2 separate regions of the Zea mays genome follow, and region 2 is linked to region 1. Evidence: chromatin contacts called from public Hi-C data. All regions are on one chromosome and are shown on one strand. The core of a region is the stretch at or near the end of the contact, and the rest is flanking DNA. Distances in the headings are between cores, read along the strand shown.

Region 1 (7,225 bases), core at 2,911-5,410:
TTGAGTAGGATTGGATGGGTTTAAATCTCGAACAAGTTAAAATCTTTCATATTTTTTTCCAATCTCATCTAATCTATATGGGACAGGAATAACCGAACACGCCCTTATGTGTGGCAAGCACTCCTAAAATGAGCTTCGAACCTCCCGTTAAAACCAAATATACACTGTTTACAGGTGGACATTTATATACTTCATCCGATGTCCTTTTATTTATAATTTTGAATAAAATTTGATTTAAACTTATAAAATTTTAACTACAAATAACTATTTTGTTATTTAATTTTAAAACCTAATATTTAGGAGCGTACATTTATCTTTAAAGTACTTTTATAGAAAGTATAAATACATCAAGAGTTTATTTATATTTTAACAAAAAATAGTTAAAGCTATATTTAGGAGAACGTGTCATTATTCTAAGTTGTTCTAAGGGCATGTACGATCACAACACTGCTGCAGGGTACTTCAAATATAAGGCACAATTAAAACAAAATATAATACAATGTGTCTAAAACTTTTGTCTTACTATATTCATCGTTCCAAACAGAACATTTAATAAATTAAATTGATCAATCAGCTAATTTTTATGTTTCAAGCATAGAACTAAGACACAGTGCCTTGAGTTTTTTTTACATTTACCCTCTCACACATTTATCGATTGTACATGCTCTAAATCATAAATAATAGATACCGGAGGGAGTACGGTGCTGATGCATTTTCGGTGCTGACTGCCGTGCCGAGGCACGAGGGGCGTGTGCAGTCCACTCACCCGGGGACACGGCGCGCACAGTGGACAAACGTGCAACAAGGCCACACAACAAAATCAAAGGACAGGGGGCGGCAGGGCACCACGGACGGTGGCGAGCCGCTGCCCCGGGCGGGCGGGCCCCTGGCTGGCGCCGCGCCGTGGCCACTTGCCGTGCCCCGTCTTCCGTCTGATATGTGGGCCCACCAGTGCATCGGGCCCCTCGGCGGGAAACGTGCGCGCCCGTGTGCTGTGCTGTGCTGTCCTCGGCACACGCGGCTGCTCGACGGCCTGTTTTTTTTTTCCGGGAGGGATAAAGTACTAGCGTCACCCAGCCATCGTCCCCGAATCCTGCGCCTGCCTGGGTGACGCCACTGCTGCCGCCTGCCGGTGCCGGTGCAACCACGGTGGGTGACGATCAAGACGGAAACGCGGGCAGGTTCAATGGATCTGCCGGCTTGTCATGTTCCGCGCGCTGCCGCTGGATAGATACCCATGAAATCATATACTTAGTACGCACTACGCAGTATACATAGTATGCTATTATCTACTTATTTTTATTGGATGTATAGATACGGTTTCAAATATTTATAGGTATAGATATTAATACAAAATGAACAGTCCCAATATAAAGCAGAAAATCGGGTGGGCAGAATGTAGGAACGAATATGCAATCATGCATGCTGAATTGACATTTTGAAATACGAGGTTATAGTTAGGTAGGCCAGTCCCAGTGACAGTTTCATGGTATTATTTGTAAGATAGTTTGTTACATAGAATAAAATAAAATGTGAATGAAACATCTATTCTTGATGCAAAGCTTTTATTCCATGACTTTACATACATTTAATTCTGTGACTCGTAGAGTTGATAATTGTGCCGAGAGAGTCTTATTTTCACGAAACTTATTTTTTCTCTCTTCGTAAAACATCGTCATGTCAGAAGAAATATATATAAGTTATTAAATGCAAATAAAACTCTCATGGCTTTAGAGTTGGAAAAAAATCAGATAGAGGACATGCTCATCATTTTGTTTTTTATATGCATCCATGTAATATGTGAGATCTTTTCATTGATATACTTTGTAAAAAAACTTGAAAATCTGTGAACCTTAGATTTTCATCACTAACGGGATGACATCAACGGTCCATTTTGTAACGCCCAATTGGAGGGTGGCGCACAAGACATCGCAACCCAAGAGCGGATGAGGCACACAACGAGGGAATTTTTTTTAACCAGACCGAAAAAATCGATTGCAAGGAGAAACAAACTCGATACTTGGAGATGCTACTCGAAAGCCCTTAACCACTAACATAGAAGCCCTTTCATGTCTATTTTGGTTATAGAGAAGAAAACACACCATGAAAAATATCAACAAGGGCCAAAAACTAACGTGACCTAGTTTAAAATATTTTTGATCTACTTTTAAGGGAAATGTTGGAGAAAGGGTTTAAATGTATCGCAGTGATTTTTAGATGCCCCTAAAAGCTGGGTTTTAGGAGTCAATTTCTAGAGGTGGAGATGCTCTAAGAACCACCTCTATAGTTGTGTCCCTGTATATTATTACTAAGAGCAAAGTTAATAATATAGTCGGCTGTTGTTGGGGAAATGATCCTTGGTCCCTGGGAACAATCAGTCAGAGCATGCTCTGAGGACAGAGCCCCTGGTCGCTAGGGCCCATTGGTAAGTTGAAAGAGGTGGATGCGCCAATCCTGAAAGAACTCGTCCCTCAGTCGAACCTCGCAGCACCGAGCCTGGGGTCGGGCGTGGCGGAAGGGAACCACTCAAGTGGATCCCATGTCCGGACCCAGACTAACCTACAGTAAATAACCGCCTGCATTAACCACGTCTAGCACCGAACCACAACACGGGCCTCGGTTCGCTTCACACTCATGACCTACGAACCCCTCGGACCGCATAGCGCTCATGACCTTTGAGCCCCCCGGACTGTGGCACATTTATGATTCGCGCGCCCCTCGGCCTATGGTGCACTCATGGCCTATTGGACTAGGCCAAAGTGCGTAGACCTCTAGCAGGGCGCAACACGACGGGTCGCGCCGAGCCTCAGGCTACAAAGGCCAGGGGTCGACGTAGCCTAAATGATGGCGCTTGGGACCCTCGCAGCCCCGCGCCATCCGCTACGGTAAATACGAGACTAGCTAGGCGATCCCGGGCACCACGAGTACATGTGGCTTTACCCTAGGTAGAACATTAGATCTAACATTGCCTTATGACTCCTTCGCAAGGAAGCCACCGCCGACCGACCCCTCTCACTGCCTATAAAACGCCTATAAAACGGAGGGTTGGCCTCTAGGCAAGGTGACGCTTCCAAAGGTAGCCAGATGACATTTTCAGATAGAGCCGAGCTCACCCGGACACGCACCCATAAGGACGAACCCCATACGAACAGGAGAAGGAGGAGCGCCGACGAGGACCAAGAGACCGGAGCTCCGCCACCAAACCAAGACTTAGTTAGGACTCCATTATGTAGCTTCTAAACTTCACATCCACCTAGATAATGAGACTTGGGAGCCTCTCCTCCCTCTCTCGCCCGCTTGTAAACCCCTACTACAAGTTTTCATCGTCAATGGTGCCGATAGCGTAAGCTATCGATGTCTGGAAGTAGGAATGTTCTACTCGAACCAGTATAAATCTTGCCCAACGTGCACACTCTCCGGAGCCCAGGATGCGTAATTGTCAGAGCGAGGTTCGAAATACGGACAACTGTGGGTTGTAAGGATCTTTATAGCCACCTCTTAGTCTATATGTGTAGTAGTTAGCTCTTCACTATTAATGTATGCCTCATTTGTCTGTCTTGCAGAATATTTTGGTATTTATGTTTAAGCTAGCTGTAAATTTATAGCTCGTTTCTCTCCTCCATTTTAACTTTCAATTGGCTTACAAATTATATACTACCATATAGCACATGCTAACGTTATGATCCCGGAGAAGGGTGAGTTTAATGATGACAGTAGCGCCGCGACGCGAGTGAGGGGAGGGGAAGGGAGACGCTCGAGGTGGCGGGATCAAGAGAGAGGTGAGACATGATACAAATAATATTGTCGTTGGATTTGAGTAAGGGAGAGGGAGTTAGCCACCGTTGTTTTTTATGGTGTATTAAATATTGTTGTAATTTGTTTGGTAGATAAATTTAGTTAATATTATGAGTGTGTAGATGATTTAGTTGGATAAATTTTACAGGTATTAAATTGATGCATTATATACTAAATCCATCCAGGTTAATGTCAGTATACAGACGATCGACGGTTGCATCTGGACGACAGGTGGCAACCCGATGCATGTGCAGTGTGCAGATACATCGCCTTTTCCCCCCCTTTGGCGTCCAGCGTCCTACACTACCGATAAAAGTGTACTAGGTGGGCAGCGGCGGGCGGTGTGTCCGCGTGTGGTGGTGGCCTCAGCGATTTTGCTGCCCCCCATCTCCTTTTTTTAGCACATCGCTTGCGTTCTCTCTCTGGTTTCCTCCTCTGCTCTGCGCTCCGCTTCCCACCGCTCCTCCCCTGCCGTCTCTCCTACCACAAAGCCGTGGCCCGTGGGCGCTGTTCGCGGCGGCGACGGGTCTCTCATCTCCTCTACCCTCTCTCGCGCGCAACGGCCTAAAAAAACCCTAGCGACTCGGTCGGCGCTCGACTTGGATCGTGCCGGGGGGCTAGGGGCAGGGGCAGCTCTCTTCTCTCGTCGTCGTCCAGGTGCGTCGGCTGTCCAATTCCCTCTCGTGTTGTTCGTGCCCTGTCAGCGCTGTTGACGCGTGTCTTCTCTGGGTCGCCGTTGAGGTGCTGGGTCGGCGCGGTTTAGGAGTTTGCGGTCGGTTGTGCCTGGCCTCGACTCTGCGTGCGTGCGTGCGTGCGTGCATAGCTCGTTTCGTTTGGGATCCTTTCTTCCGGTTCTTGTTTGATTCGTGGAATTACTTTCGCTCGCCGTCTGTTCCTCGCCGCAAGGGCGAGGTGAGCCTTTTGTTTTCAGCCTTTTCATCGTGTGATCTGTGATGGACGAACTCGTACAACTCTTCTTGGTTCGATTGGCCATACAATAAAAAGGTGGGATTCTATTCTAGCATGCCACCTCCTCCCTGCCGCGTGACGCGATCTTATTTATTGCCCCTTCTGTGTAAAGTCTGTTCTGGGTGGCCAATTTGGCGACACGAGGTCTCACGATCCAATCTGTTGGCCTGCTCCTTTTCTAGTCGTCGATTAGTTTACAGATTGCTTGCTCCGGTACAGGACGGACGCGTTAACCCATTTGATTTCGTCGGCTTTTACCGTTTTACGTCACATTCGTCTCTCTTCGCTTGGTCGCATTTGTTAACTGGTTGATGAAATTCGAGGGCCTCTTTTTTCGAACGGTTTTGAGGACCCTTATTTTTCGAACGGCGATCTTAATGCCTTTTCAGGTTTTTACTCCGTCATTTTGTCGAGTGTTCCTCGTTCGCTCGGTTACTAATTTGCTTTACGTAATGTTATATTTCTGCCGTAGCACAGTGACAATACTATCGGCCGGTACTCCTGCTGGCCAGGCCTAGATTGGATAACAACGTGAGCATTTTGTATCTGTACATTCCATTTTTACTGGAAATCTGATATTTTAGTCAAATGGGCATATACGTTCAGTACTGTTTTTCTCATAAATCTTACTGTAAATCTGTATTTATCTTGTGCTACTACAGTCTAGAGTATGTTTTTTAAGCTAGGAAGTTTAGCGGAGTTGCTTAATTTTCGTGGATAATCCACTGGTTAGTACCTGATTAATTGACATCGTCTGAATTATTACGCAATTCTTAGTTTTCTTTAGCGAGTTTGATATATAGTCTTTGCGATGCCATTTTTTTGCAACTTGTCATGTATCATATATTTTAACCAACAAAATGTTCTAGACACAAGAGGAACATATAATCATACCCAAGCTAGCAGCATATAATGCTAAGGTGTAGTGTGTTAAATTGTTTCGAGGGCATATTTTTCTGTTTCTGTAGAAACAAGGGTACTTGAGTGGAAAAGAACTTAATGTATGTATCAGATTGAAAATAAAAAAAAGTTGATCAAGTAGAACAAAATGGGTCTGGTATTCTAGTGCTTAGCTGTGGTTGGTATTCAAAGTTTATTAGCTTACATATTTTCTTCTGTGTTGGGCTATTTCCTCTATGCTGTGTGTCACAACTCACAAGGCTAGTAAGTTAGCCAATTTGACACTTTTTGTTTACTACTAATACATGATTGAGAAAAGTTTGATGCTTAATATGATTTAATTCTCTATCTGATAATTGGAATCTTATAAAGACTGCTATGCTTTTTGCAGTGCTTAATATAATCCAATTCTCTATCTGATAATCGGACTCTGTTTCTGCAGGACATTGTTGATAACTTGATACTGGATTTTCTTCCTTCTCGAACCTGTAGAGGGCTCTGCTTTATTTGGTATCATTCATAATCTTTGATACCTTTAATTACTTAGTCCTAATTAATAGCCTATATGTTTTACCACTGCTCATTATTAGGTGTATTATTTCTTATTATACATGAACCTGAAGTATGGGCTAAAATTTCCCTCAGACAAAAAAAGGTGGTGTTTGCCAAGAGCCCAAGACCCTTGTCCTTAACCTAGAATATAGCTACAAACTTGAATTTTACTTGTTCATCTACAAGCGTTGCACGAAAGTGGTACCGTTATACTTGCAAAGTTGTTAGAAAAATGCTTCCATTACACTGATGTATAATATTTTGGCAATATGACCGTTAGAGTTAACCATACAGGCTGCAATGTCCAAATCTATTCATCCTGATTGGCTGCACCTGTAGCTGTTGGAGCAGAGAACCAAACTGTTTGTCCCTGTGGAGTGCACTGCATGCGTGTAGCAGCAGCAACTGCAGCTACAACAGAATATGCACAGCTGATCAGGCCCACTGGGTTTATCATGATATGGAGCATACTCTTATGTTTATTAGCACTAGTTTTGTTTTTGGGAGGAAGCTAGAGTATAGATCACTTGGTTGAGGGTGCGGCTGGACACTTAGGCCAGATTAATTTGGGTACCTATTGTCTTATATAACGACCCAGTTCCTCTTCCTCCTAGGCTGGTCTACCTTTTTTAGTTTTTGTTTTTTTAATAATCAAAGGTTTACTATGTTTTTAGAAAATTCCAAAGGTTCTATATAGGTAAGGTCTATGTTTGGATTTTAGTGGGCAGTAGATTTGAGTATATGACTGCTTATTGAACTATAATTGTGAGGTATCATTCTAGGATATATCAATCTTGACAGAGACCCACAATTTTAAATTTTACTAGATTCTTGCACTGTTTGGGTGCTGGTCTCGTTTACCTTTATTATTTTATTCTATGATGTTAACTGGCTAGTTGGAGACCTCTTTCTAGTCCTCTTGTTTCATGATCATAGTAATTGTGACTGACTGAATTTTGCTTGACCAGCAGATTAGACCTTATATGGTTTGAGTGCCACAACTGAAACT
Region 2 (7,225 bases), core at 2,505-5,004, 170 kb before region 1:
TCCGGTACAGGACAAAGAACCATTGAAGCAATATGTGTCCAACAAAATGCATCTATGGGTACCCACTATACCACCACAATCATGCCTAATGCCACCATCCTCGTCGGCAACACCATCTCCATTCATGAGCATGAAGTTTGGATTTCCATACATCTCACTGTCAACCTACAACATTGGGAAACTACCATACTACATGAAACCAAGCAACGGGCTACAGGTACAAAGCTTCAATAAACCCCCTTGGCCTATGCAACTAACCTGGATTGACGCTAGCATCCTACGCTCCCTCATTAATACCACTTGAGCAACATGGTGTTGCATCTCCACCAGCACCATATGACCACTACCTCATCAACATCGACATACATAACATCATCAACACAACCTTCACCCAATTGGGAAGCATCGCCAAAGGTCGCATCATCAGCAATACCTCCACTAATTCCAATGACAATCACCTACTATGACACCTGCTTACACATTCACATTGGTGTGGAGACATGAGACTAAGCCCTTTTTGGTGGCCCCAAGGCACGACCCAGATGTCTACTTCAACACTTTATGGTTGGTCACATTTGAACCAAACTAATGGAAATTGAGTGCTATGGAGATGAGCTCTAGACCGAGCAACCACACCATCGTCTACATTAGGTCAACAATAGCATCCATGGCACACAAGGCCATTAACATCAGGAGTCCACATCGCAACGATATACCCCCACGATCTATGCAGACGTTACCACCGGGAGATGGCACCCCTTGCTCCGCCAGCGATGCCAAGGAAAAATTGGCAATCTACCAAAATGAGTTTGCCCCAACATCAGACAACAGCAAACCACACGTCTACATCGACCTGCTACAACATCCTATCCACCTAACCTTCAACAAAACACGACGCAGTTGGATGCTAGACAAGGCTCATCTACTCCTCGTCTCCAGCCACATAGGCAACCTCCAGCACTACTTCGAGTTCATCATCAACCGCACTTGCAATGGTATCATCTATGTGGAGATCACATTGGGCCATCTCATCATTAGCATCGAGGCGATGCCTTTGGAGGAGCTTTTCCCCTGGACGACATTAACGACTCAAAAACAATATTGTGTGAGCACGCGTTGTGCGGAGAAGGGGGGAGATATGTCACAGACCTACATAGCCGTGGCGGACCATGACAATGTTAGGCCTAAAACAGGCCAAAAGGGCCCGGCATGAACAATACGTGTGGGCACTGTGGTGTCATAGGTACTGTAGCGCGCCCACCCACTGCTGCTCCTCGATTCCCCTACGGCTAGGAGAATCTGGAATATATTTGAAGTTTGGATAAAAGTAGGTATATAGAATAGAGTTTTGTGTAGGAAATAAGATTGTGTTTTGTGTAGGAAATAGGATTGGTTTGCTAGGAAAGGAGAAATCCAAATCTATAAAGACTCCTCTAATTTGCTTTGAGTACGAGTCCTCTAGGGACTAAATATAGGAGCGATGTAACCTTTCAATCTTAAGCAGAGACAGAGCATCAACTCTCCCCTACCTCTCTCTCTCTCTCTTCTCAACCTTGGTCTCCTCTCTAGCCACTGCCACCTCCCACACCGCACGTAGGCACGTGCTGTCGTCCTGCCCACGCTGCCGCTCAAACCCTAGCCCCTGCGTCTCCAAAGCAGCAGCACCGCTTCCCCCCTGCCCTAGCCGTCACTGGCAGGAGCAAAAGCAGCCTCCTAGACAGCCTTCCCGGGAAGGACTGTGACACTGACTTCTCATAAAGGCACTTGTGCAAGCAAAGGATGATAAAGCCTCATATTTTTTAGCTTTAGAAAAAACTTGAAAGTGAGTGACTAAAAGACAAGGACAGAAATATCTGTTGGTGGTTTGTTCAAATATCGCAGAACTAAATTACTCCCTCCGTTCTTTTTTATTTGTCGCGGTTTAGTTCAACATAAACTAGCGGACGACAAATATTCGAGAACAGAGGTAGTACAATTTAGAGAAACACAAGATACAGACAGGACTTGAAGTAAAGGTCAGGTTCAGTATATCGTCCAATCCTATCCTAGTAAAATAGTCTTGTACTCTTGTTATTCATTCTACAAGAGAGGTTGTTAATTAGTCTATATATCCAAATATTCCATGGTAAAAGGTGCTTTCGTGGTCAAAATGAGTTCTCCAGGTAACCACCAGACCAGCAAGAAAAAAGAGAAATTTAAAAGATTGCTAAGTGATTCACATTTTTTCTGAGTCAATGCACACAAGGTACTGTTGAATATATTAATACACACCACCAAAAAAACGCAAAGCTCTCTGACATGAACATAAGGTACTGTTTAGTATTCCAATACATAAAAACTAGCAAAAGCATGTGAAATGAAAGTACAAGATAATTGCAGATACAGAACATCATAAACCAAACCTAAAAGGCATAGAAATAACTGACCAGCAGCAACCTCCTCCCACAAAGACAGTGTCCCATCAGCACAAACACAAGCTATAGCATCCCCATACTCTGGAGGAAGCCAGACGACATTCACAATGGCTTGCTCATGGGCCTGATCCAACACCAACCAGGTTATACACCAGAATACACCAGTTTGTACAATCAAAAGAACAACTGAGATTAACACAGTAAACATAGAAGGAACCGATTTTGGATAACAGTTTTCAAGTAGTCTTGTGTGCAATGCCCACAAGGCTGCATATCCATCATAATTTTCAGAGCAAGCACAAATTCAATGTCAGGAACTCGAATTATTGCCATGAGAGAATTATTACCATCCCACGGCACTGCTACTTAAGGACACTTACTAGTCTATGGCCCTGTTTGTTTCATCTTTTTTTAGCTTCTGGCCACGAGAAGCTGCTGTAGACTGCCAAACACCTAGTTTTTTAGCCCGTTTATATGAAAATCACTTCAGTCAAAATCGTCTAAAATCAACGTGAATACAGAATCGGCTGATTCGTTGTGATAGTAGGAATCCATCACTTTCTACATGCTAAACCCTATGAACTTATTTATCTTTCTCCGCATATAATCTTCACGATACTCAAATTCTCTCAATGGACAGATTCCCTCCGCACTCAGAAAACGCTTTGCTGAAAGAACAATATTTGTGAAATCTAGAGAGTGAATTTGGTAATTCGCCCCCACGCAATGTGCCCATGACAGTCCTGCCCATCATCGTACGCAAGTACTAGAATGTAATACTAGGCAGCAACAAGCTCTAAACACACACGGGGCAACAGAAGGCACTGTGCATGCGCTGGGGGCAGATGAACTCGAGCGAAAGCTACTGAGAACGGGGCAAGTCGTCTTCAGCCGGGGGGGAGGGGGTAGGGGAGAGACACGGAGGAGCGACGCGGAACTGACCTGCCACTTGAACGAGGGTGGCGGCTGGGAGTCATAGACGGAGACGGAGCCATCGACGGCGCCAGCGGCGAGGCGGCGGCCACAGTGGTTCCAGCCGCAGCACGCCGTCCCGGGACCCAGCTCCGCCACCTGCCGCTCCGTCATTCCGTCGCCTCTTGCCCTCTACGGCTCTACTAGTGACGTCGTGGCGGCGGCGAGTGTCTGCCTGAGTTGAGTTGGGTCGGGCTGCGGGCCCGGATTTGCGGCGTTTCGGGTGCGACCGTGCGAGTGAGCCCAGAAGGCTGTCGCTGTCATGCACTCAGGTCTGTTTGGCAAGGAATCCTAGCCCAAGCACTCAAAGTCCAACGCCTGAGATCTGTGCCAGGCCAGGCAACTTTGGCCGGCTTCAAACCAAACAAGCCATGCTATGAGATGAGGAGATATATATATATGGGCCTGTTTGGTTCGTGGCTAACTGTGCCACACTTTACCTAAGTTTAGTCGTCCGAATTGAAGAACTAACCTTAGGCAGAAAAAGTTAGGCAAATTATGGCAAGTTAGGCAGGAAACCAAACATGCCCATAATTTTTTTTCATCCTGAGAGGGTGTTCAGTTGTGGATAAGAAAGTTGAAAGTAGATAGATTCTAGAAAACTTCCTCTCTTTATTTCAAGGCTCCTTTGGATCAAAATAATTTTATAGGAAAAATAGGATTCTGATTTTCATAGAAATTACTATTGTAGCATCCTTTGGTTTGTAGGGTTGAGCCTTAGGAAATTTAGAGGAAAGAATCATTTGTCATTGTTTCGTATGCAAAATGCATGAAAACAAGCATCCAGTCATATCTTTTTTTTCCAATCCTTTGCCCCAACTAAACAACCTTCCACTCAAAATTATTTTTTCATTCCTCTGTTTTACACATGCATTCCTATATTGTTCCTACATTTTTTTCTATTCCTATGTTTTTCAATTCCTACTTTCCAGGTAGTGTAGATAGTTCTTAGAAGTTAGAGTTGAGTCCGAGCTTTGTCTCGGAAGTTCTAAATTTCTCTTGGGGTCTTTAGATATATCTTTTTTTTTTACCAATGACTATTAAATGAAATCTAGTTATCTTGTGTTCTAGTGTGAGCACTACCTTTGTTTTACTTTAAGTATTACATTCAAATATTACTTTATTTTACCTTTATTTCTTGGTTATTGTTGAGGTAGTATAGGAGCACTTTAACTAAGGCTTAGCATTGTGTTAGATTGTTGATTATCAAGTCTTATCTGGCTTGTTGATGTTATAAGCCACACCTAGTCATGGTTACTATGCTAGTTACCTCTGACCCTCTGATCCAGGAGGAGTTTCAATGTTTAAGCTCCACTTGAACACTGTCATAATGTATCATCCTATCCATGCAGCTATGGTTGGTAGCCCCTATGTGTGACACTGAGAGTGTGGTCTATGTATCACGACCTCGTTGTCAAATAGGCATGTAATTGATAGCTGGCTTCCCTTCGGTGTTCCACCTATCCGCCCCTAGGAACCTTGAAATCTACGGAATTTCGCTCGAAGCAAGTTCTTTCTTGTAATTGATCATCAATAAGCAAATCACGAATAATCCTTTACAGCATAGTAAAGGTATAATTTTGGCTCTTTGCGCCTAGTTGTCCGCCTAGGCAACCATATGGTCCCTTTCTATTTCTTCTGCATACACCTAGTTTGAATTACATTCACCCTCGTTTAATTACTAGTGAGTATATTTACCAACTTTACAGTTCAATTTAAGTTTCAGTTGGTTAGTTTGCCTCTAGCCTATAAGCTTCACTGTAGAAAATATGATACCTGAAATACTCACGGTGAATGGCTATAATCGGTCTTTGTGCACTTATGGAGTAAAATCCAATTGGCATTAGAACCGCCAGCAACAACCTCGCATATTGTAGTTGTGCCATGGTCACCGTAGCTTGTGTCACCTAACCATATCCATGTTTTTGACGGGGAAACTCCTACAACAGAGATTTATTACCAAAAAGAGAATTGTACACATATAACAAAGAAGAAAAAGGGTGGGAGGGGGGTTATGATACAAGTAGTCTAGAGAGTAGAAAGCCAAGAATGTACAATGACAGAAGAAAGGTGGTTCATTCTAAGCATATTTAGCTTAAGAGAGCTCAAAAAGTTTTCCCTCCAATAGTTGAAAGATGGAACATCTCCTCTGAAAATTGTCCCATTTCTTCCCTTCCAGATCTCCCAAACAGCCACATAGAAAACTTCCATGCAGAAAGCAGAGCCAAATGAATCATGGGCGACATGCAACATCTGAAAGGAGCTCTCCAAGTGATTCCAACTGATCCCGAGGAAATCCCTGCAGACTTTGTTGAAAGGACACTGAAAGGAAAGATGATAAGTTGTTTATTCACACTAAAGATGGCGCATGACACATCAATAGTCACCTCCCTCCACCGGATAGCTTATTCTCTTAAGCATATTTCTTGAGTTGAGCCTGTCCCTGAACAACCAAATGAAAATTTTGATTTTATTGCACACCTTGGATTTCCATATCCATTTGAAAAGGGGTGGGGGTAATGCCTTGAAAACTATATTTGTAGAATCTCCTAGTATGAAAAGAGTCATTTCCCCCTCCCCAATCAACCAGACATCATTCTCATTCATCTTGCTGGAAATTGGTTGTCGGTGTTTGGACCATGGGTACTTAACCAACTAGTAAATATGTTGCGTGGCCGAATCTAGATGGTGTGCGAGGAGACACAAGCAGTTATCCTGGTTCGGGCAACACAAGGCCCTACTTTTAGCAGAGGGGATGAGACTTATATTACTCGCACTGTGGTGCCTGTAGTAGGGGTTTACAAGCACAGCGGGAGAGGGGAAGTCCCCAAGTCCCTAGAGATGATTGAGGCAAGTGCCAATAACTGAGACAAAGTGAAGGAGTGAGCGTTCGTCTGTGTATATGTTGATCCCCTCCCTTGGAAGGACCACTACCTTATTTATACACGAAGGGGAGTGTCCGTAGTGAAGCCGAGTGTTGCATGAGGAGGTGAGATGCCCTGGCGTCTACAAGTTGACGTGACGGTGAACTGTGTTGTTGATTCGTGCCTGCTGATTTCCCGTAGGGAGCCGAGGCAGAGATCGAGAGGTTGTCCGTACGCCCGAGGGAGAGGTTGCCCATGTTGTAGTTGTTGTAACAGCGTCGGGGTATGGGACAAAAGGTTGCTTATAGGGTGTGTCATCGTCCTAGCGCGTGATGACGTCGAGATTCCCTATTGCACTCGTCGAGATCAGAGCCCCTGCTTGGTTGAGGCGGAAGTCTTCCCTAGGTGTTAGCCGAGTCGTCCCTTGACGTGCGCTACAGCTGGGTGGAGTGACCGTCTACGGGATTCATGGCATAGTTGGTGGCCGAGGCTGAGCTCGGGCGAGGCGGAGAATTCGCTCGAGGACCGAACTTGACGTCGGATGAAGCGGGGAAATTGCCCGAAGGCTGGACCCCGTGTTGGGCGAGGCGGAGAGGTTGTGCCCGCGGGCTAGATCCTGCTTCGGGCGAGGTGGAGAGGTTGCACCCGAAGGCCAGTCCGCTCGGCTTGTCGTATTTGGCGTCCCATCGGAGGGTGTCAGGCGGCGTGCGCGCACTGTTGTGTAGACGTAATCATGTTGTTGTGCCAGATGTGATCGTTGTCTTGTCCATCACTTTGCTCCGCTGCCACAGCGTGGGTGGGCACATGCGTTAAATGTGCATGTCCCCTGCCTGTTTTCGGGCGCCTTGTCTTATCTGCCTGAGGCTGGCTTGGACAGACTGAGCGACGGTGACCTCAGTCGAGGTGGGGTGAGCGGCGACGACCTCGGACGAGGCAGAGCTCTACTTGAGGTGGGAGACTCTCGGGCCGGAGATG

The links. Hi-C and Micro-C count contacts between places; a contact is called where the count stands out from the background.
Region 2: a Hi-C map of ear shows a contact between it and region 1, with 1.6 times the contacts expected there. The contact joins the promoter of IDP351 here to the promoter of LOC100217230 in region 1. A contact is called at or near these places in 2 of 25 Hi-C or Micro-C datasets (ear and leaf).

The regions. Positions count from the first base shown.
Region 1 is chr3:223,361,308-223,368,532 of Zm-B73-REFERENCE-NAM-5.0, reverse strand. It overlaps LOC100217230, which reads left to right and starts at 4,160. Exons shown (of 3, transcript NM_001359565.1): 1 at 4,160-4,452; 2 at 6,107-6,174; 3 at 7,188-7,225.
Region 2 is chr3:223,529,178-223,536,402 of Zm-B73-REFERENCE-NAM-5.0, reverse strand. It overlaps IDP351 (Seh1-like protein), which reads right to left and starts at 3,754. Exons shown (of 8, transcript NM_001157175.2): 1 at 3,357-3,754; 2 at 2,427-2,538. The coding sequence starts at 3,500.